Regions from separate parts of the Mus musculus genome. Here all the other regions are linked to region 7. Evidence: chromatin contacts called from public HiChIP or PLAC-seq and promoter capture Hi-C data. All regions are on one chromosome and are shown on one strand. The core of a region is the stretch at or near the end of the contact, and the rest is flanking DNA. Distances in the headings are between cores, read along the strand shown.

Region 1 (2,700 bases), core at 122-2,621, 1.2 Mb after region 7:
TACATATTGGGTTTAAATGTTATAATCTATTTTTATCTGAATGCACAACACCTAATTTAAGCATTCCAAATAGCCTTGACTTTAAAACGATCGGCCTTTCCTAGCCCCATTCTGTTACTAGTTTCTGCTATGAAATACCTAAGACCCTCTGGGCAGAACAAAGTTCAGTACTCTGGTAACTGTTAACAGTGTGTCCAGGGACCTGGAGAGATGGCTTAGTAGTTAAGAGCACTGACTGCTCTTCCAAAGGTTTAATTCCCAGCAACCACATGGTGACTCACAACCATCCATAATGAGATCTGAATCCCTCTTCTAGAGTGTCTGAAGATAGCTACAGTGTAATCCTATAATAAATAATTAAATCTTTATAAAACAAAACAAAACAGTGTGTCCAACCTTCTGTGACACACCACTGTCCTTTACAAAGGCCACATTCAGAAGAACAATCGGGCTGTTCTGGTTAGGGTGCCTGTCAGCCAATCCTGCCAGACTGCGATCAATCCCCAGGATCCACGGAGAAGAAGGAAGGAGGTGACTCCTGCAAGTTGTCCTCGGATGGCCACACCCACGGGGGAAGGGCTTACACACACAGAGGGAAATATATGAACAAAAGATATTTGTAAAAAGAAGTCTCAAGTCTGAGGTTTAAGAGTTTTGTGATGGGCTTTCACAACGTTCCTGGGGACCATGTGGGCTACAGATTGGATGTTAATGTCACAGGTTTACCTAGAGATCCTTTTGGGAGACGACTGCACACTCAGAAAACACTCTGAAATCCTGTTGGTAAGTGAAACTTAGCGACATTTAATACTATTGATTCCTTAGAATTTCGTTGACATTTTCTTTCAGATTTAATGGCATCAATTTCTGGAGGGGTGGCTATTTTATGATTAAAATTATTTTTTGGGTTTGGAAGTTCACTGATCTATTAAGTCAACCTTATGATCCAGTTTTTAGTTCTTTATATCCAAATACATTATTGTTGATTCTTAAAAATATTCTGTTTTTAAGTTTGTGTGTGTGTAGGTTTGTACACATGAACACATTGTACATGAACACAGGCGCCTGAGTCCAGAAGAGGGTGTAGGGATCACTGGAGTTAGAATTACAGGCGTTGGTGACCTGCGCAATAAATATCTGGAGACTGTACTCCAAAGATAAGAGCATGGAGTAACCAGTGATCGATTCTTTTCTTTCTTTTTTAAATTTCGACACGGGCTTCTCGAACTCACAAACCTCCTTCCTCGGCCCTAGTGATGAGATTACATGCTGTGAATACATATACCACACTATTCACTTAAAGTGGTTATTAACAGCTTCAGAATATTTTTAAGGCTGAAGACAATTTTATAATGATTTTTTACCCTCTAGCATCATCATAACAAGTAAAAGACACCTTGGGGGAGTATTTTAAAACTGTATGTGTCTGCAACGAAAAGAGTGCACAACAACTTGAACTATTCAGGGCCAACCACAACCTCAAACTGGGGGCTCACAAGAGTGAGCCCATCGTCGCCGGAAGTGAGCTCGGAAGTAGCGCTTTCCTGCCCGCAGCCTTCTGGGACTTGTAGTTCGAATCCTCGATGATGCTCGGGAGTCCTGCGTTACCAGGTGTGGGTTCTACCTACAAGAGGTGAGCAGAGCTGGGCTGCCCCAGGGGTGGGCAGCGGTGTCCTGGTCCAAACTAGGGGGCATTACCACTCGGAGCCAGGCTCCGAGGCTGGGAAGGCTCCTTGCGGCTGCGATCCCACGTGCTAGCAGCCACGGTAACCCCCAAACCCCCAGTAACACCCCGTGCACCAGGCCACCCTCACGGAGGGCCAGGCCCCTGCAGCAGAGCAAACCGCAGCTCCGTAGACACCCTCCTCTTGCTTGACCAAGTTCTGACCTGGGTGGGTCCAATGATGATGTTGCTGGACATCAGGAGACCATGAGAGAGGCTCCTAGAAGAGACCCCTAAGAGTACTAAGGTTTCCGCTGCACAGCCCTCCCCTCTGCGACCTAGAAACCAGTCAGATTTCTGAGAGGACGGTCTGGCAAGGGATACTGGGTAGCTGTAATGCACGCAGTGAGAAGATGCACAGAACCTGAGAACACCCACTCCAGAACTTCAGTATTGAAATAGGTTGGTCTGAGGAGATGGGCATGTCAGAACTACCCTAGGCAGAATCTGCCCCTCCCTGAAAATATGACCATGCTTCAGGTGACTTGCAGTTTCTTTCACCAAAAATGCCTCATCTCTGAGCTAGATACAGCTTTTCTTTCTTAGAACAAACTAGGAAATCAGCATTGAGTATTTGCCTAGAGTGAGGTCCTTGTGGTCTTTCTCTTTATTGCCAAGCTTCATTGTGAGATTGGTATTTTATACAAGGGAACGAGAGCATTTGGGACCTTACAATATGTATCTAGCAAACGGTATCAACTGGTTCAGCATTGGGTCTGCTGACCCGGAAGTTCTATGTTAATTCTCACTACACTGCCTTGCCACCTTGTGAAGTACTCAAAACATCCAACCAAGCTCTTCTGAAAGGCTCTATGGAGCATTTTCTCCCTGTAGTCTGGAAGTCGGCTCTCCTATCGTACATTTCACTCGGTGTATGTTCCACGAGTTACTCTTCGTTGTTAAGACCAAAATATCTTGGGTAATGAGTTTGTAAAGAGCAAAGATTTGTCTGCTCAAAGTTCCATCGTTTTAGTCTG
Region 2 (2,700 bases), core at 177-2,676, 1.3 Mb after region 7:
CAGAAAGAGCGAGAGTGAGAGAGAGAGAGAGAGAGAGAGAGAGAGAGAGAGAGAGAGAGAGAGATGCTATGTTCTCTAGATAGAATATTAACTGTGACCATTTACTTTACTTAGAGCCCTTGGCTATTTCTAAGCATAGTAAACTTGAAGTTGTGATGGTGGCAGCGGAGGGGGTGATGGAGGTGTCAGTGGCAGTGGTGGGGGTGGGAGTGGAAGAGACCATGGTGCTGATGGGAGGAATGATAGCAGAGGTGTTGGTGATGGTGGTGGTGGTGATGGTAGTTATGGTAATGGTGAAAGCATTTGGTGATGACGGTGTTGATGGGTGTGGGTGTGGTGACAGAGGAGGAAGTGGCGGCGGAGGCAGTAGCTGCGATGGTGGAGGTGGCAACAGTGTGGAGGAGACAGGGGGATGGTGGGAGATGCTAGAGGGAAGTGTGATCCTTAGATCCTGGCAACAGAGCCATAAAAGCATTCTAATATCTGCTTGGTTTGAGGAGGGCCTTGCTAAGGAACAGTCAGACCTGTGATTGTGGCACGTGGGTGTGTCTGTGGGTGGGTGCACACTTGGCTAGCTAGCTCTGCTCCCTGTCTTTGCTTCCCCTTGCCCTGGACATCTGCCCCCACATACCTGTGGGAGCTGCCTGTCTTTGGGGTATGGGGCGCAAAGCTGCTTCCCAGAGAACAGTGTGGAACAGACTGGCACCCCTGTGTCTCCTGGGAGCTGAGTTGGAATGGGGGAAGGCAGGAACAGGAATCTTAGCCACAAACAGAGAAAGAATCATTTAGTTTCAGCCCCAGTCCTGCCGCCAATATCCTATAAGGCGTTTGGTTTATCTTTGTGCTTCTCAACCTCAATTTTCACATCTGTGAAGTGAGCTCAGGTCTTCTTGGGATAATGGTGTGTGTGTGTTTGTGTGTGTGTGTGTGTGTGTGTGTGTGTGTGTGTGTGTGTGTGTGTGTGTGTGTGTGTGTGTGTGTGTGTGAAATGCAATAACATCTGAGGATAAGCCCTGGGAGTGTCCTCTGAGTTACTGGTGCTGGGGTAGAGACTGCCTGCCAATACAATCTCAGGAGAGCCAAGTGCCTGGAGACGATCTGACAGGAACTGTCATGGGACTTGGGTTGGCCAGGCCCAGGGTGCCAGGCTGGTCTTAAGGTGAGAATCCAGGTCTAGGCTGACTGCTCTGAAGCCAGAGGATTCCTGTTACTCTTCAGTAAGGCAACCATGCTGGTCTAGACAGGAGCCCTCAAGATCGATCCCTGGGGTGGAGAGCTAGAGGGTTGGTGAAGCCAACCCTGGATCTTCCTGTACTCCAGTACCAAAGGGGAAATAGCTCGGCATTCGGGGACGATGGAGCAGAGCGGGCTTGGCCTGAGTTTCTTGCCTCTTGTTCCTTCTGTTGCCATGGAAACAGACCAGCGAAGCTTCCTTCCCTATGCCTCACCCCTCAAACTGATGGAAGAGGCAGTCTGGAAGGAACAGGGAAGCAGAGGGAGGGAAGCCACAGACCAGCTGATCCTCGACCCTCAGATGGAAGGGTTGGAGGGGAGCAGCTTTCTCAGGGTCTGAGTACTGATCAGTGCAAAGACGGTCTGAGAGTGCAGACCCTTGTTCCTCCTCAGGGTACAAATCGCAGTTCCGCATTTATTTTAATAGCCTTCAGAAAGTAACGTGGGTTCCTGTGGAAGTAGATTTTCCCTGTCTCCAGGCTGCCCTTGTGTTTCAAAGCCCCCCCCCCCCCGGACATTCTTGGCTTGCGTACCCAGCAACCAGGCACACCATTTTACGTGGTATTTTATTTTATGAGGCCGTTAGGGTTATGTGTCTTGATTTCATGCGGATGCATCTGGGAGCATCCTCTCTGAGTGTGGAGTGGCCTTTTTGTTTGTGACTAAGTGACATGAAGGTGCATTTGTCATGTTGCTAGATTTTGGCAAACCGTCTGCCATCCCAGGACGAAGCCAGACTCCTTTTTCAATCTACACTGGGACTGTTTTTCTGCTCCTTATCCTTGCCAGTCTGATTAATGAGATACACCTTATTCCAATTTTAGTTATCATGTAATTTTAGTTAACTCATGCAATGGATTGGATTTGGCATCTTTTCCTTCTTATAAGACCTTCCTGGGACCGGGGATATATAGCACACGGGAAGTCCTGGGTTCAATTGCCAGCACTGAAAAAAAACTTACCTGTATTTTTTGGTGTTCTTATCACGCACAGAGACTTCAGCTGGACTGTTGGCCTCGTTTGTCTGTTTTGTTTAGACAGCATCCGCCTTGCTCTGTAGCACAGGCTGGTCTGGGATGCAGAATCTTCCTGCTCAGCCTCCTGTGTGCTGGGATTATGAGGTGTGCTGATATTTATTTGTTTGTTTGTTTGGTTTTTCAAGACAGGGTTTCTCTGCAGCCCTGGCTATCCTGCAACTCACTCTGTAGACCAGGCTGGACTTGAACTCAGAAATCTGCCTGCCTCTGCCTCCCGAGTGCTGGATTAAAGGCGTGTGCTACCACTGTCCAGCTGTAAGATCTTTGAATATTAGGAAATAGGTACTTTTAAGGATGAGCTTCAAATTCTTTCCCCAATTTATTCTTTTCATTTTTTGCATTTGAATTTTTGCAGACATTTAAAATATAGGTAGCAAGCACAATTATTTCAAACTGACTTGGAGTTTTAGAAACATTCATATTGAGTATA
Region 3 (2,700 bases), core at 186-2,685, 1.5 Mb after region 7:
CATCTGACAGAAATGTATTCACATACTAAGACATTCACAAGAATGTTATAACACCCCTAAAACCTAAAACAAATAATACACAAATCTGGAAGCACACATTCATGAACAGAAGAACAATCACATCACAGAATGGCACATTACACTATAAGAAAGAATTATCAACACCATACCATGATATGAATGATATCATATCAAAAAACACGAACAGTGACTTCCACAGCAATATTCTGAGAATACTATATATTAACTCCATTAACATGAAGCTTAAAATAGTCCAAACTAATGGCTGATGAAAGAAGTCAGAACTCTTAATGGGGAAGCAGGGGTAACCTATTTGGAAGAAGCAGAGCACTATGGGAATGTTGTACAATTAAAATCTGATGTGTGTAGCAGCAGACAAGGTAAGAAGCATGTAATGATTCACAGACAGTTCATTTTCATGCATTTGTTGACGTTTTTTTATATTTTATACCACTACAAAAGGAGTGTAGATGGATAAACAGTAATTTCTTAATTATCTGAAACTAAAGCTGGTTGTTTAATATCAACACTTCTAAGCCTCATATACTGAAAACACAACACCCTTTTTATATTCTTTTAGTCACATAATTTAAAAAAGATAGTAGCAAATATTCCCGAATATTATGCCATAAAACACCTTTTTATTACTTCGGAAATCAGAGGTGCTTTTTTAAATGCACCTTTAAGAGATGGCATTAATCCCCAAGGTATTAAAGGCCCAGGGGCCTTCAGTGGCATGAACTGTCAGGACACTGCATGTACATTTCAAAAACAAGCTAAAGCACACCTTCAGATTTAATGAGGACTTAAGAAGAAAAGCGTTAGATTTGTAACCAAACTGTCATGCCGCCAATGTCATCATCACAAACACAAGTACCGCTGTGGTATTTGACAAATTACCCAGCCAGTTGCTCAGAAATGCAGGAATTTTCTAAACTATCTGGTCCTTCTGACAGTTCTCCGTTTTTGGTTTTTATCCAGGTTCCGGCGATCATCAATTCCTACTCCAAGAGCATCTTTTAAAGGGGAGCGTTTTGTCAGAGGCAGGAGGGCTGCTGCCAGTGGGCGCGTTCAACCCCACAGTAAAAAGTTTAGCCACTCAGCAGAGATGATGACGAGGAGGTTAAAAAAAAAACCTGACACGCAAACCAGCGGTCCCTGGCAGCAGCGGTCTCCAAAACGGGACCAGCCTCGGGAGGGCGCGTCAAGGAAGCGCCGCGCCCAGCGGCGTCCCGGAGGGCTCGTCCGAGGGGACCGGCCGCTGCCCAGAGGCGCGGCAGGACACGGCGGTACTCACCGCGCCCGCCGCTCAGCGTCGCCGCCTCTGGGGACCTGCACACCTGGCCAGCGCCCTGCGCGGGGCCGGCCCGGCGCGCCGCCGCGGAGCACCGCCACTTCCGGCGCGCGCGAGGAAATGAGGGAAATGAGGCTGGGTTGCTGTGGCGCGCCCGCCTCCGCGGTCAGGCCCCGCCCTCCACAGCCAGACTCCGCCCTCCAGGGCCAGACCCAGCCCACCGCAGCCGGGCTCCGCCCTCCACACTGCCAAGTCCCGCCCTCCAGGGCCAGGCCTTTCTCTTTCCAGCTAGGACACGCCTATTCCTCCCTCTTCTGTCCTGTGCCCTGCACAGAAAGCTCCACAGATGACAGTTGATTCATCTAAAAACAAACAAACAAACAACAACTGAGATGGGTGCTCAAGCCCTGTGGGATAAATAGCCTGGGAACATCATGCCTTAGAGACACTTAACTAGACACGCATGTGGCTAATCGTCACATAAGTGCTAACCTGGCAGAGCTGACTAGCGGGGAGGCTGAGGATAGCCAACATGCCTTCTGCTCAGGGAAGATCGGTACTGAACACTGAAGAGGTCCTTACGTGTTTTTACTTAAAATAAATAATTCCATTTGCTGCATGTAAAGTACCGTGTGTGTGTGTGTGTGTGTGTGTGTGTGTGTGTGTGTGTGTGTGAAGTCTAGCCTTTTCAGAAAAGCACACACTGGCAAAGTTGGAAAGAGACTGGATATGCAGTCAGCAAGCCTATCTTAGAAGTAGGTGATCCAGACCGTTAAAGTTTTCAGGATTTCCCTTGTGGCATTAGAGGAGAACATCTGGGCAGAAGATATCTCAACAACTGTCAGCCAATAGAGCCAGCTGTGGTCAGGAACAAAGTGTCTCCCTTGGACAGCTGCTTCTTTAGGACGCACCTTGAAGTCCCCTCAGACATCCATCTTCTCTAGTACAATCACAAAAGACAGTCCACGTGGGTTAGCTGCCTGCTGTCTACCAGCCACAGTCCTAAGTATGAGTGCAGGGAGGCAGGAGAATTCTCTCCTAGGAGACTTGGAACATGGGGACCTTTAGCAAATGGTTAAGTGCCCAGCACTGCTAAATTTCCAAGATAAGGCAAAAATTCTCTAATGTATTAATAAAGTAGATATAAATGGCACCTCACTGAAATCTTAGCGAGCCACGATGCCAGACTCCAGCTTTGGCACTGTTAGTCCAAGCCCACATCTACTGTGTGCCTACGTTACACTTGACATTTCATTAACAGTTTCTGAGAAGTCCCCAGAAGCCAGGTGTGACATCTGCCTATAGTCCTAGCACTCATGAGGCTGAGACAGAAAAATGATATTTTTCAGGCCTTCCTGGATTACTTAGTAAGTTCCAGGGCAGCC
Region 4 (2,700 bases), core at 155-2,654, 1.6 Mb before region 7:
AGTATGCCGGGAGCCAGGAAGCCCCAGGGATCCACCGGTTTCTGTCTCCCTAAAGCTGGGATTACAAGTGGGTACACCACAATGCCTGACTGAAGGATGATTGTAAAAAAAAAAATGTATAATTATGATAATCTATATGAAGTAACTGGACAGCTCACAATTTCTCATATGCCCATGATCCATACTTTCCCATTTGTTAGAGAAAATCGGTAGGATGTAGAAGAAATTCAAGAAACACCAGGTGAATTTTAACTGGAAGAAAGACCTGGCCAGGAGCTAGACCCAGGATGCCCTACTGTACAGTGACTGAGACTCCGTACTCTGGAGTAACAAGCCTCAATCCTAACTAGATTCCTGTTCAATGTGCTGACCTGAATAAATGTGCTACCTGCCTGGGCCCTACACCCAGTCCATCAACTTCCTGAAGCCCACGGATCATTCCGTATTTTCTCCTTATCTTTCGATGGGATTTTCAAAGTTAGCTTCCAATTAGTCACCTGGGATGTTTTACACACTGCTAAAGTCCTAGGCCAATGAAATCAATCCCTGCAGACAAAACCAGTCTTTGTATTGCTAAAAAGCTATGGAAAACTCCAATGACAAAGGCTGAAAACACTTAAGTAGGACCTGCTACTTTGTTTTTTCCCCCTTCCCACTACATCTCTGCAATGCCACCACCTCTTCCTCATCACTCCCAACTTAGATTGGAGACAGACTACTCATGCCTCACTTATCCTATCAGCTCAGGCTGGTGATGGATCGGCATATAATAGCACTTGCTGCCAAACCAGATAAACTGAGTTCAACCTACCACGACCCACGTGGTGCAAGGAGAGAAACAACTCCCTCAAGTCGTCCTGTGACCTTCAAGTGTGCGCAGAAGTACAGGTGCGCTTGCTATATAATCACTAAGTAAATGTAAACATATAGATTTGCCTGGCGTGACAACACGAGCCTTTTAATTCCAGTACTGTGAGTTCGAGGGCAGCCTTCAGCCAACCCTGACCAGGGAAATCCAAATTCCGCTCACACCGAAGGACACTTTGCTAGGATGAACATTTCAACAATTGGCTCTTGGCGTGTCCGGGCTCCGCAGGAATGAAAGGCATGCGAGGAACGGCGAGGGCGAACAGGTGCCAGGCATGGGACTGGTCGGGGAACTAGGGGGCCTCCGACTCACCTCCTGGTGGGCACTGGGTCCTGCCTGGCGATACACCGCGGAGCCGTAGGCGAAGGCCAAACTCAGGTCCTCCGGGAAGTGAGCCAGGATCCTGCGCAGGCCCACGCCCGAGCTGTGCAGCGCCTGCAGCGCCATGGGCGGGCTGGCCCGCCGGTGGGACAGACGGTGCTGTGCCGACCCTGTGCTCGCAATTCCCGGTCGTGCGGACCGCGCTTCCGCCCGGTCCCGCCCCTCCACGCACGCGCGCTTCAGAGCGGGCAGCTGGCAACCTGCGGGGAGGCCGAGGCTCCGTAGCGCCCTCTAGCCGGCGGAGGAGCACATTACATGTCTATCCTGTGACAACCTGCTATAGAGCCTAGCAAATCCTTTGTAGCACTAAAACTACGAATGGTTATTAAACCATTTAATTAATTAAATCATCCTTATATTGATTTTCTTTTTGCTTTTTGTTTTTTTTTTTGAGATAGGGTTTCTCTGTGTATCCCTGTCTGTCCTGGACTAACTCTGTAGACCAGGCTGGCCTCAAAGCATTCAGACAGGGTTTCACTGTGCAACAGCCCTGGAATTTGCTATATAGACAAAGCTGGCCTCGAACTCACAGCCATCCACCTGCCTCTGTCTCCAAAGGGCTAAGATGAAAGCATGAACTACCTCATTCACAACCTTGTGGAGCTATCACCTCTAGTGCCAAGTTGTAGGAGCATTTGAAGATTTAGAAAAACAAAAGAAATGTAAAACATGCCGGCCCAGGGGATTGTGATTGCTAGAAACTGACTGTGGTTTCTTCATGTTAAAGGTCTTTTTCAAGTCTGATAATAAATAAATGTTCCATAAAAGGAAACATATTGTATAAATATTCCCTCACATTTGCATTCAATTTTAGAGTCAGAGAAGTCTTCTTGCCCCTTCAGGGATGGTGTCTTAGTCAGGGTTTCTATTCCTGCACAAACATCATGACCAAGAAGCAAGTTGGGGAGGAAAGGGTTTATTCAGCTTACATTTCCACATTGCTGCTCATCACCAAGGAAGTCAGGACTGGAGCTCAAGCAGGTCAGAAAGCAGGAGCTGATGCAGAGGCCATGGAGGGATGTTCTTTACTGGCTTGCTTCCCCTGGCTTGCTCAGTTTGCTCTCTTATAGAATACAAGACTACCAGCCCAGAGATGGTCTGACCAATAAGGGGCCTTTCCCCCTTGATCACTAATTGAGAAAATGCCTTACAGTTGGATCTCATGGAGGCATTTCCTCAACTGAAGCTCCTTTCTCTGTGATAACTCCAGCTGTGTCAAGTTGACACAAAACTAGCCAGTACAATTGACCCCTTGTCAACCTGATACACAAACACATCACTAGTAAGCCTCAACCCTTACATTCTTATTCATCCCCAAGATCTAAATAACTTTAAAAGTCCCACAGTCTTTACATATTCTTTTTTTTGGGGGGGGGCTTGTTTAAACACTTTATTCAGAGGCTTGGGGAAAGATGGTAGAACACGCTGTCTGCTGTCCTGCGCGGGGCAGA
Region 5 (2,700 bases), core at 92-2,591, 1.8 Mb before region 7:
CCCGGCCAGTGCCACAACTCAGCCCCATTACCCTGGTCTCAAATCGCACGTAGGTAAGATTCCAAAAGATGGGATTGGGGTTTTCTCCAGAGAAGCTTAACTTACTACAGGGAGTGCCCAGGGGAAGGGGAGGTGATGGGCAAATCTAGGGGTGGGGGTATTTTCCACTTTCTTCAGCCTTCCGGCTGCTTATGGTGTAATTGCCAGGGACTGGGGTTGGAGGGAGCCTGTCTCACTGTCAGCTCTCTGCACAGGAAATGGGGCGGCAGACAAAGAGCCCGGCCTGGGCTCCCTGACACCAGGCCCTGCCAGTCCCACAAACCTCACAGGAAAAAAACCCCTTGATGCCTGAGACAATGGCTCAGGAAAACAACAACTTACTGTGGCTTTCTGCTGTTGTTCCTCTACCACATGAAATTCAGAGCAAGGGTCCACACCGAACACTGTACACGGTGATACGTTTAAAAATAAGTCCCAAGGCCCCTCCCCTCTACTCCAGCACCCACATGTTTAACTTCTCCTTACTTCTGTAAATTCCTACTTATGCATAAAATGCCAACAAAATCAAAAGAGAAAAATCACTTATAATGTAACGATCTTGTCAGACCTTGCTAGTACATCACAAGTAAACTTTTAACAGCGTGTCTCCTCCAGCCCTCCCCGGCTGCCACCCTCCTGCCGGGCAAAAGCGAACTGTCCTGAAATGGTACACAACTCTCTTTCCACTCGCTCCACCATCACAAGAAAGACAAGAAAATGTTCATAAGCCAGTCAAAGCCCCCCTCCAAAGGAGGAGTGGCCATCACAAAAGCAAAGAGTACATTCTAGAACATCTACCTTCATAGCACAGAACGCCGATATTGTTGTTCATCTTGTCCAAGTATTGGTAGTTCAACAGGTCCATCTTCATAAACAGCATTTATCTGTCCGGCTAGCAAAGAAAAACAGTTCTTTGCTTTCACCCCCAAAGAGAAAGTTTCAAAATTCAGTCTTAGCTGAGTAGCTCCAGGCTCTCCTAAAACTTCAGGAAGACAGAGGCCCAGCCTCAGGAGATCAAAACAAAGTATGTAAAAGGTTTTTAAAAATCATACACACACACACACACACACAAAAATCAGACTCAAACAAAACCCGTCAAGGGCTTGTGGAAGGTGTCTGATTGTGTCTTCTATTCGGCTTTAAAAAATCATTTCAGAAGACTTCTCGAGCCCGTCTTGGGGGTTTAAAAAGAAAGCAGTAAAAAAGAAAAACACAAAGCACATTTCTCAGGACAAAGGCACTCTCCCTCACAGCCCGCTGCAAGCTGACTGCACTGACATGCGGGCTATGCTTGGTATGACTCGTATGTAAACCAGCTTCCTCTGCTTTTGGGAGGGGGTAGAGGGCTGCTGTGAGCATGCTCACTGGAGCCTCGGCTCAGGCTCCAGGCGCTGCAGAATTAGCAGGAAGCAGAAAGAGGCGGGGGCAGTGAGGCACAGGGGGTGAGGAGAGCCTTTCCTCCCCGGAGCCAGAGGCCGGCAGAGGCAGAGGCCGAGGAAGTAAACCCCAGCAAGTTTGTGGGTGTTTTGTTTGTGGGGGAGGCTAAGCACAAAGTTTAAAAAAGAAAATCTGCTGTGGAAGCAAAGTACAGGGAATTTAACTTTCCGTGACTTCGTTGCAAGGGCTGGGAATCCAGGGCTTCCACAGGGGTGTGCTCTGTTTGGTACAAGGTTTCTTTGTTTCTTTGTAAGATGGGTTTATTAAGTCCAGGGACACAGCGAGTGTTTACATTTTCTTTTTTTTTTTTTTTTTTTTTTTTTTTTAAAGATTTTATTTATTTATTTATTATATGTAAGTACATTGTAGCTGTCTTCAGGTCTCATTATGGGTGGTTGTGAGCCACCATGTGGTTGCTGGGATTTGAACTCAGGACCTCTGGAAGAACAATCAGTGCTCTTAACCGCTGAGCCATCTCTCCAGCCCGAGTGTTTACATTTTCAAAGTCAATGTTACATGTAACTTCCTTCCTAAACTCTGTAGCTGTACAGATGGACAGGACACCAGAGGCAAATCCGTCCTCAGAAGAGTAAACAGATCTGGGGACAAGTGAGTGGCCTACAGGTCTCTCTCTCCCTCTCTCCCTCCCTCTCTCTCTCTCTCTCTCTCTCTCTCTCTCTCTCTCTCTCTCTGTGTCTGTCTGTCTCTCTCTCTCGCTCTCTCTCTGTCTCTCTGTCTCTCTGTCTCTGTCTCTCTCTCTCTCTCTCTCTCTCTCTCACACACACACACACACACAAACACACACACACACACACACAAACGGGGGAGTGGGGAGCTGGCTGGAGAGGTGGTTCCGAGCACTGGCCACTTTTGCAGAACACTTGAGTTCAGTACCCAGCACTCATAAGCACCTGTAACTCTATTTCCATGGAACCTGACTCCCTCTTCTGGCCTCCATGGGTACCGCATGCAATGACACACAGACATTGGAAAAAAAAAATGTACAAAAAAAAAAAAATACTTTTTAAAAATCTGTTTTCCAAACTCATCTGGGAGGTTGTGACCAATCATGGAAACTTTAAAAATGTTCCAAGTTCAAATCCAGAGCAGTGCTGAGCTTCATCAGCATCATGGAAGAAAGGAAAAGACCTGCTCTAAGTGACTCTGCTGCAGCCTGGCAGAGTGGCACCAGCCTGTAATTCTAGCAGTCGGAATCCGAGGGAG
Region 6 (2,700 bases), core at 70-2,569, 1.3 Mb after region 7:
TCCCTTACTGGAAAGAGATTTCTCACAGTCCTAACTGCTCGTCCAACAACCTTGCAGAATGAGACTGGAGCCCAGACAATGAGGTGTTAATGGTGGGTGCAGCTTGAGCTGGAGTGCTGAGGTGTGGGTATCCCAGGCCCTCTGTTTAAACTGTAATCTCACGTTAGGACAGCCTGGAGTGGGTCACTGCAGCTCCGGCCCTTTCCCCAGTGTGTCCTCACTTCCTGCTTTTTACAGAATTGGGCTTTTAAAATTGGCTTCTTAAGGATGATGGGTAACGTGGCTCCTTGGTACACACTGTACAAGTCCCTAAGGAGTGGTGCAAGTCGGATCCAACATTCAGGAGGCAGAGGCGGGAAGATCAGAAGTTCAGGGTTATCGTTCACGACTGCACAGTGAGGCTGAGGCCAGCCAGGGTTACACATGACCTTGTCTCAAACAATAAAAAGAGAGAAGGAAAGAAGTCATGGCTTTTGAGTTAGGAGCCAAGGAAGCAGGCAGACTCAGCAATGGAAGTCTTGTTGTGTGTGGGGAGGGTTGAGGGAAAGGTTTCCTTGTAATGAGAAAGGGGGTGTTTAGGCAGATATTGTTGCTCGCTGGGGGGGGGGGGTGGGGTTGGAAAGAGAAAAGGCTGTTGTGGGTTTAGCAGGGAGTGTCTGTCAGCCCTGCATTGTGGAAGGGGCTTCTGGGGTGTCCAAGTACATAGCTCTTTAAAAGGGGATCGCTATGGGTCCTGGCTCCTTAACACCTCCTGCTTCTTTGACCTGGCTTCAGACTGTCCTTGTGAGGCTGTGAAATACAACTTACTCTTTAAAATCCTGGGCCTCGCCTGGCCAAGGGAAACCCTGGCCGTTTCTTATCAAAAGGAATTATCTAATCCCTGAGCAAGCCATTTGTAAAAGGGGTCACCGATGAATGACCATGGAATTTCAAGTTCTAAGTCAGGGCAATTATGATACTTCCTCCTTCCTCAAAAATTAGTGTGTTGCCAGGGATACCAGAGCTGGGGAGGGAATTCATTCTCAATGGTCTCCAAGCTTGCTGGCATCTGACTAGCTAAGGACTGTCAGTGGGTAGATAAGGGACTACCAGGTCACCTGGAAAGCAGCTGCGATTGGCAGAGGCCGACCAAGTCTCAGAAGCAAGGACCGGGGCCAGATGGGTGGGGAGGGACAACCTCAGGCTAACGCTCCAAAGGCAATGGTGAGTTTCTGTCTGTCACTCCCTCCACACATCAGATAGCAGATTACAGGTGGGTAGGTGTCAGGTAAGCCTCCTCTTGCGAGTCCATGTGAGGGCGCTACACTCTTCACTGGCCTGATGTGCTGGGCCTGGTTTCTCTGATAAGGTTGAAATGTGCTCACGGATTGCAAAGCGCCCTGCTGTGTGCCTGTGGTACCTCTCCCGCGCAGATGGAAGACCGCTGCTTTCAGTCCGTGTCTCATGGTTGGCACTAGATAGGTTGCAGTTTCAATCTGCACAACCAGACCCAGGATCTTTGGGCCTCCACATTTTGCATTCAGAATGGAATCGAACGTGGCTTGTAAAACTGGAGTCTCTCGGGAATGGCCTGATTAGCATAAGCACTGTCCCACCCTGGAGGGCGGGGGGGGGAGGGGGGGTGTGGGGGTGGGGGGGGTGGGGTGTGTGTGGAGAGGGCCCAGCCAGGCTCTACTGTCCTCCTCTGCCTTCTCTTTCTTTAGTTTTAATTTCTGTTTACTTTAGTTATCATCTGTGCTTGCAATTAATCCCAGAGCCAAGATTGTGCTTTACCAATGAGCCGCCCGCCCCATACCTGCAGCCTCCGATTTACAAACGTTTTAAACTCATTTTTTTTCCTTAAACACAAAATAAAACAAAAAACTCCTGATTTTTGAGCAGAATGTGGGATTAAAGGCTCATGTCAAGGCAAGGGGAGCTCTGTGTGTGTGTTAGGTTAGCCTGGAACTGTGTGTGTGTGTGTGTGTGTGTGTGTGTGTCTGTCTGTCTGTCTGTCTGGGGATTGGGCCTAGTGCCTCCTGCGTGTGCTCTGCCACTGTGTTATAGAACAGAATTTGTTCTAGAGCTTGTGACTCAGGGTTTCTCTTTGTTGCCCTGGCTGTCCTGGAACTCTGTGTAGACCCAGCCTCAGAGATCGCCCTGCCTCTCCAGTGCTAGGATTGAAGGCCACCATGCCCAGCTGTACCACCATGCCCAGCTGTGAAAAAGCTTTCTTATTTCAGAGCAGTGTCTTTCCTTCCAAGTACCATTCCCTAGACTTCCTTATCTACATGTAGTTTTCAGAATACATTAATTCTGAAGAGAGGCAGGGTCTGGAGTATCACCTACTTCAAGTTGACGGTCAAGAGACCTGTTTGTGTAGAAACTGCAGTGAAGAGCCTGTCTTGGTGTTCATGCCTGCAAGGCCAGGGCCGTGGACTGCACAGTGAGTTCCGTGTAAAACCCTCCCTCTCCATCCCCCTCCCCCTCTACCCCTGCCCTTCTCCCTCCCCCCCCCCCAGAGAGAGAGGTGGTAATGAATAAGTACTATAGTTCTTTGTTAATTTTTTGTTGTTTACATTTAATTAATTAAGCATGTGGAGTACAACAAACTTAAGGTCAGAGGGTAATTTGATGGCGTTCTCTCCTTCCACCATAATTAATTGTTAATTAATTAATTAATTAATTAAGTGTGTGGAAGGCAACAGAGGCTGAGGGTAA
Region 7 (2,700 bases), core at 51-2,550:
TCCAATCCTATCTCAGGGTTTGTCCCAGGGGAAATCCCATAGGCAGGAAGGAGATTCGGGGAACTACAAGTTTGGGGAAACAGCAAAAGCTTTAGGCCTGCAGCGACTTCCTAGTGCTGATAGCTTACTTTTAAACAGTTTCAAGGGCTGGTGAGGAGGCTCTATGAGTAAAGCGCTTGCTGCCAAAGCCTCAGGACCTAAGTTTAATCCTCAAAAGTCACAGGAAAGCGGACGGGGAGAAACGACTGATGCCACAGAGTTGTCTTGCACACAGCCACTATGACCCACAGGTACACATGTACATGCGCTCTCTCTCTCTCTCTCTCTCTCTCTCTCTCTCTCTCTCTCTCTCTCTGGTGTGTGAGTGAGTGTGCATCTGTCTGTTTCTCAATAATAAGTAAGTAAGTAAGTAAGTAAATAAATAAATAAATAAAGACAATTTCAAGCATTTTCTTCGACATACTTTTAGGTTAAACAACCCAGCCTCCCCAAAGGTCTGGGCTCAAAGCTTACCCTGACTGCATTGTATGACCCTGTCAAATCCTTTCTATTTTCAATCTGGAGTTCATCACCAGTTTAAACAACTATGACCCTAGGACTTCATCCACAATAAACACTGTCGACATTGGGCTTCAGGCTCCAGAGAGATAGTGAGGTGCCGGAGATCTCAAAGAAGAGAACGGGCCCCAAAGAATCAGGAGACAGGTGGAGTTTAGCCCTGAAACTATACGTGAGTGGCATATTGTGTAGCCCTTTGGTTATGGCCCACCGCACCAACAGCGACGGAGAAACAAGTGTCTGGATGAGTAATCATCCTAGCGTTGGCTTTCCAGCTGTAAAATCTTAAGGTCTTGCTGAAACCCTCTTCCCGCCTCTAAGATCGTGTTTCTAGGAAGCTGGCTGAGAGGAGGATGAGGTGAGCACAAGTGTAGCCGGCCGTTGGATTCACGTGCCCTGCTAAGATTTTGCCCGGAAAGTACCTTATCTAGGAGATGTTAGGCGCCTTGCCACCCTCAGCCCTTGGCTGGAAGCCCGCAGTGCGCCAGGCTGGCAGGGGGAGGAGACTCGCGCACTGCGGCTGGGGGTGCAAGTGCTCAGGCTCTAGCGCCCTGCCTGATCGCGGCCCCAGGGTCGAAGGTAGGGTGCTCCAAGGATGCCCACTACCTTTGCAGTCTGAGCATCACTCACCGTTCAGTCATCGCGCGGTCCAGAGGCCACCAGCAAGAGAGGTCGCGTGCACTAGAATTGTGCCTGCACGGACTCAAGAGCCCTGCATCTGCTGCAGGGATCAAGTCCGTCCCAGCCCACCCTAGACACACCTCCTCCCGCCCCCGAACACGCCCCTCTCCGCCCTGGACACGCCCCTTCTCTCTGGTCAACTGCTTTGCCTATCAGCCCATCTCTTCCTTCTAGGGTGCTTGGTACTGATGCCCCTCAAGTAGACCCCGAGCATTTGCTCACTTGTTCGATCTTTACGGACACCACTAAGCGCTTCGCGCATCACTTAAGTCCCCAATCCTCGAGGGCACCCCAGGACGCAAAGAGAAAGCAGTAGGAGTGGGTCCCCAGGGGCCCTCGGTCTACACAGGCGGAGGCCAGGGAGCCTGGGTAACGCAGATACTTGGGTTTCAACAAAGACCTCTGCGCAGGCGCTACAGCTACTACTGTGCGCTTCCTAGGGAGGGTGGAGTGTGTGTTCGCGCGCGTGAAGTCTGGGACATTTATTTATTGTCCAGGTGGCACCTGCAAGCAAAGTTGTGGCTTCTCAGAAAGCTACATTAAAAAATAGGAGCTGGTGAATTTAAAAAGTTAGTTTCCTCTCTCTCGGTCGCTGTTTTCTGAGGAGATTGGCCAGCGCTGAGGCAGAGCCCCAGGCTATAGGCTGGGAGCTTAGGGAAGCTGGGCGGCTGTGAGGCAAGGGAGCTTTGTTGACTCTGTTTTATTTCATGGTTCCCAGTCCTGACTTCAGGACCTCTTGCCCTCCCTCGCAAAGTAAGTCATCTCAGCTCGGCTCATTCCCTGGTTTCTAACCCTCTTAGAGTCACAGGGCCGTTTTAGAGTATGAAGTGGGACTTCTAAAAGTGTAGGTACTCACGTATTTGAAAACAGACGGCATTAGAGTCTCTGGACCCCAATGCAGCGCACCGTGCCAATTATGGCCGGCGAAGAGATGGCAAAGAGATTGTGCTCCGCCCTTTACTTCCTGTGTCACAGACTCTCTGTCTATTTCCCTACCTGCAGCGGGCTAAAAATGACCAGCCTGCAGTCCCTCTTCAACTTAGCTTTCACTCGTGTTCTTAGAGAGTGATCCATTCTCTGCCAACTAGGGTTTCCTGTGGTTGGTGACCTGTTGTTGGAACCCATGTTTCTTCCCACAGCCCGAAAGCATCAGAACTGAGCTCATTATTTGGGTGCTTCGAAAAGTTTTGACAAACCAAAAGCACGGAATTCCACCGTAACTCCCAACTTCTCCAATTCACCCCTGTGCAACTGAAGAAGTCAACAGCCGGTGGGGAGGGCGAGTCTCCCTGTGGCTCTCCAGCATGAGTCGTGCTCTCTGCCCCAGTTCACCTTGTTGTCTCTCTCACCTTGCTTGGGACATAGGCCTCAGGTGTCCTGAGCCCTCCTTGTATGTTTTACATGTGCTGCTGATCTGGTCTGCTGTTGCTCCACAGCCCTAGCCTGCCTTGATTAAATGCT

Evidence for each region. Promoter capture Hi-C pulls out the DNA fragments that hold promoters and counts their contacts. HiChIP or PLAC-seq counts read pairs in DNA pulled down with a chosen protein or histone mark.
Region 1: an H3K27ac HiChIP or PLAC-seq map of bone marrow-derived dendritic cells shows a contact between it and region 7, with 6 times the contacts expected there. The contact joins the promoter of Zfp239 here to the promoter of Rassf4 in region 7. A contact is called at or near these places in 7 of 39 promoter capture datasets (the C10 cell line, cranial neural crest, embryonic stem cells and 4 more), 1 of 484 Hi-C or Micro-C datasets (uterus), 7 of 115 datasets of contacts at active chromatin or transcription factors (bone marrow-derived dendritic cells, cardiomyocytes, embryonic stem cells and 4 more) and 2 of 9 other capture datasets (adipose tissue and embryonic stem cells).
Region 2: a promoter capture Hi-C map of hippocampal neurons shows a contact between it and region 7, with 2.5 times the contacts expected there. The contact joins the enhancer-like site here to the promoter of Rassf4 in region 7. A contact is called at or near these places in 6 of 39 promoter capture datasets (the 3T3-L1 cell line, embryonic stem cells, hippocampal neurons and 2 more) and 1 of 115 datasets of contacts at active chromatin or transcription factors (large pre-B cells).
Region 3: a promoter capture Hi-C map of pre-B cells shows a contact between it and region 7, with 2.6 times the contacts expected there. The contact joins the promoter of Csgalnact2 here to the promoter of Rassf4 in region 7. A contact is called at or near these places in 6 of 39 promoter capture datasets (the 3T3-L1 cell line, the C10 cell line, hippocampal neurons and 3 more), 1 of 115 datasets of contacts at active chromatin or transcription factors (bone marrow-derived dendritic cells) and 1 of 9 other capture datasets (adipose tissue).
Region 4: a promoter capture Hi-C map of pre-B cells shows a contact between it and region 7, with 4 times the contacts expected there. The contact joins the promoter of Tamm41 here to the promoter of Rassf4 in region 7. A contact is called at or near these places in 1 of 39 promoter capture datasets (pre-B cells), 1 of 484 Hi-C or Micro-C datasets (B cells) and 1 of 9 other capture datasets (liver).
Region 5: a contact with region 7 is called in a promoter capture Hi-C map of pre-B cells, with 4 times the contacts expected there. The contact joins the promoter of Vgll4 here to the promoter of Rassf4 in region 7.
Region 6: an H3K27ac HiChIP or PLAC-seq map of embryonic stem cells shows a contact between it and region 7, with 5 times the contacts expected there. The contact joins the enhancer-like site here to the promoter of Rassf4 in region 7. A contact is called at or near these places in 5 of 39 promoter capture datasets (the 3T3-L1 cell line, hippocampal neurons, liver and 1 more) and 2 of 115 datasets of contacts at active chromatin or transcription factors (embryonic forebrain and embryonic stem cells).

What each region holds. Positions count from the first base shown.
Region 1 is chr6:117,861,510-117,864,209 of GRCm38.p6, forward strand. It overlaps Zfp239 (zinc finger protein 239), which reads left to right and starts at 1,372. Exons shown (of 4, transcript NM_001001792.2): 1 at 1,372-1,633.
Region 2 is chr6:118,018,410-118,021,109 of GRCm38.p6, forward strand. It overlaps a transcript of Rasgef1a not described here. Among named protein-coding and RNA genes, the nearest start is that of Gm38884, 35 kb to the left of the region's middle. Within about 2 kb of position 1,427, at least 37 of the 459 cell types and tissues checked have an H3K27ac peak or open chromatin away from gene starts, as enhancers often do. A contact at or near this core is called in hippocampal neurons, where this site is marked.
Region 3 is chr6:118,137,705-118,140,404 of GRCm38.p6, forward strand. Csgalnact2 (chondroitin sulfate N-acetylgalactosaminyltransferase 2) reads right to left here and starts at 1,436. Exons shown (of 8, transcript NM_030165.3): 1 at 1,319-1,436.
Region 4 is chr6:115,036,470-115,039,169 of GRCm38.p6, forward strand. It overlaps Tamm41 (TAM41 mitochondrial translocator assembly and maintenance homolog), which reads right to left and starts at 1,405. Exons shown (of 8, transcript NM_026894.1): 1 at 1,181-1,405. The coding sequence starts at 1,315.
Region 5 is chr6:114,920,480-114,923,179 of GRCm38.p6, forward strand. Vgll4 (vestigial like family member 4) reads right to left here and starts at 1,342. Exons shown (of 5, transcript NM_177683.3): 1 at 838-1,342. The coding sequence starts at 919.
Region 6 is chr6:117,955,967-117,958,666 of GRCm38.p6, forward strand. No RefSeq gene overlaps it. Among named protein-coding and RNA genes, the nearest start is that of Fxyd4, 20 kb to the left of the region's middle. Within about 2 kb of position 1,320, at least 13 of the 459 cell types and tissues checked have an H3K27ac peak or open chromatin away from gene starts, as enhancers often do. A contact at or near this core is called in embryonic stem cells, where this site is marked.
Region 7 is chr6:116,672,536-116,675,235 of GRCm38.p6, forward strand. Rassf4 (Ras association (RalGDS/AF-6) domain family member 4) reads right to left here and starts at 1,301. Exons shown (of 11, transcript NM_178045.4): 1 at 1,189-1,301.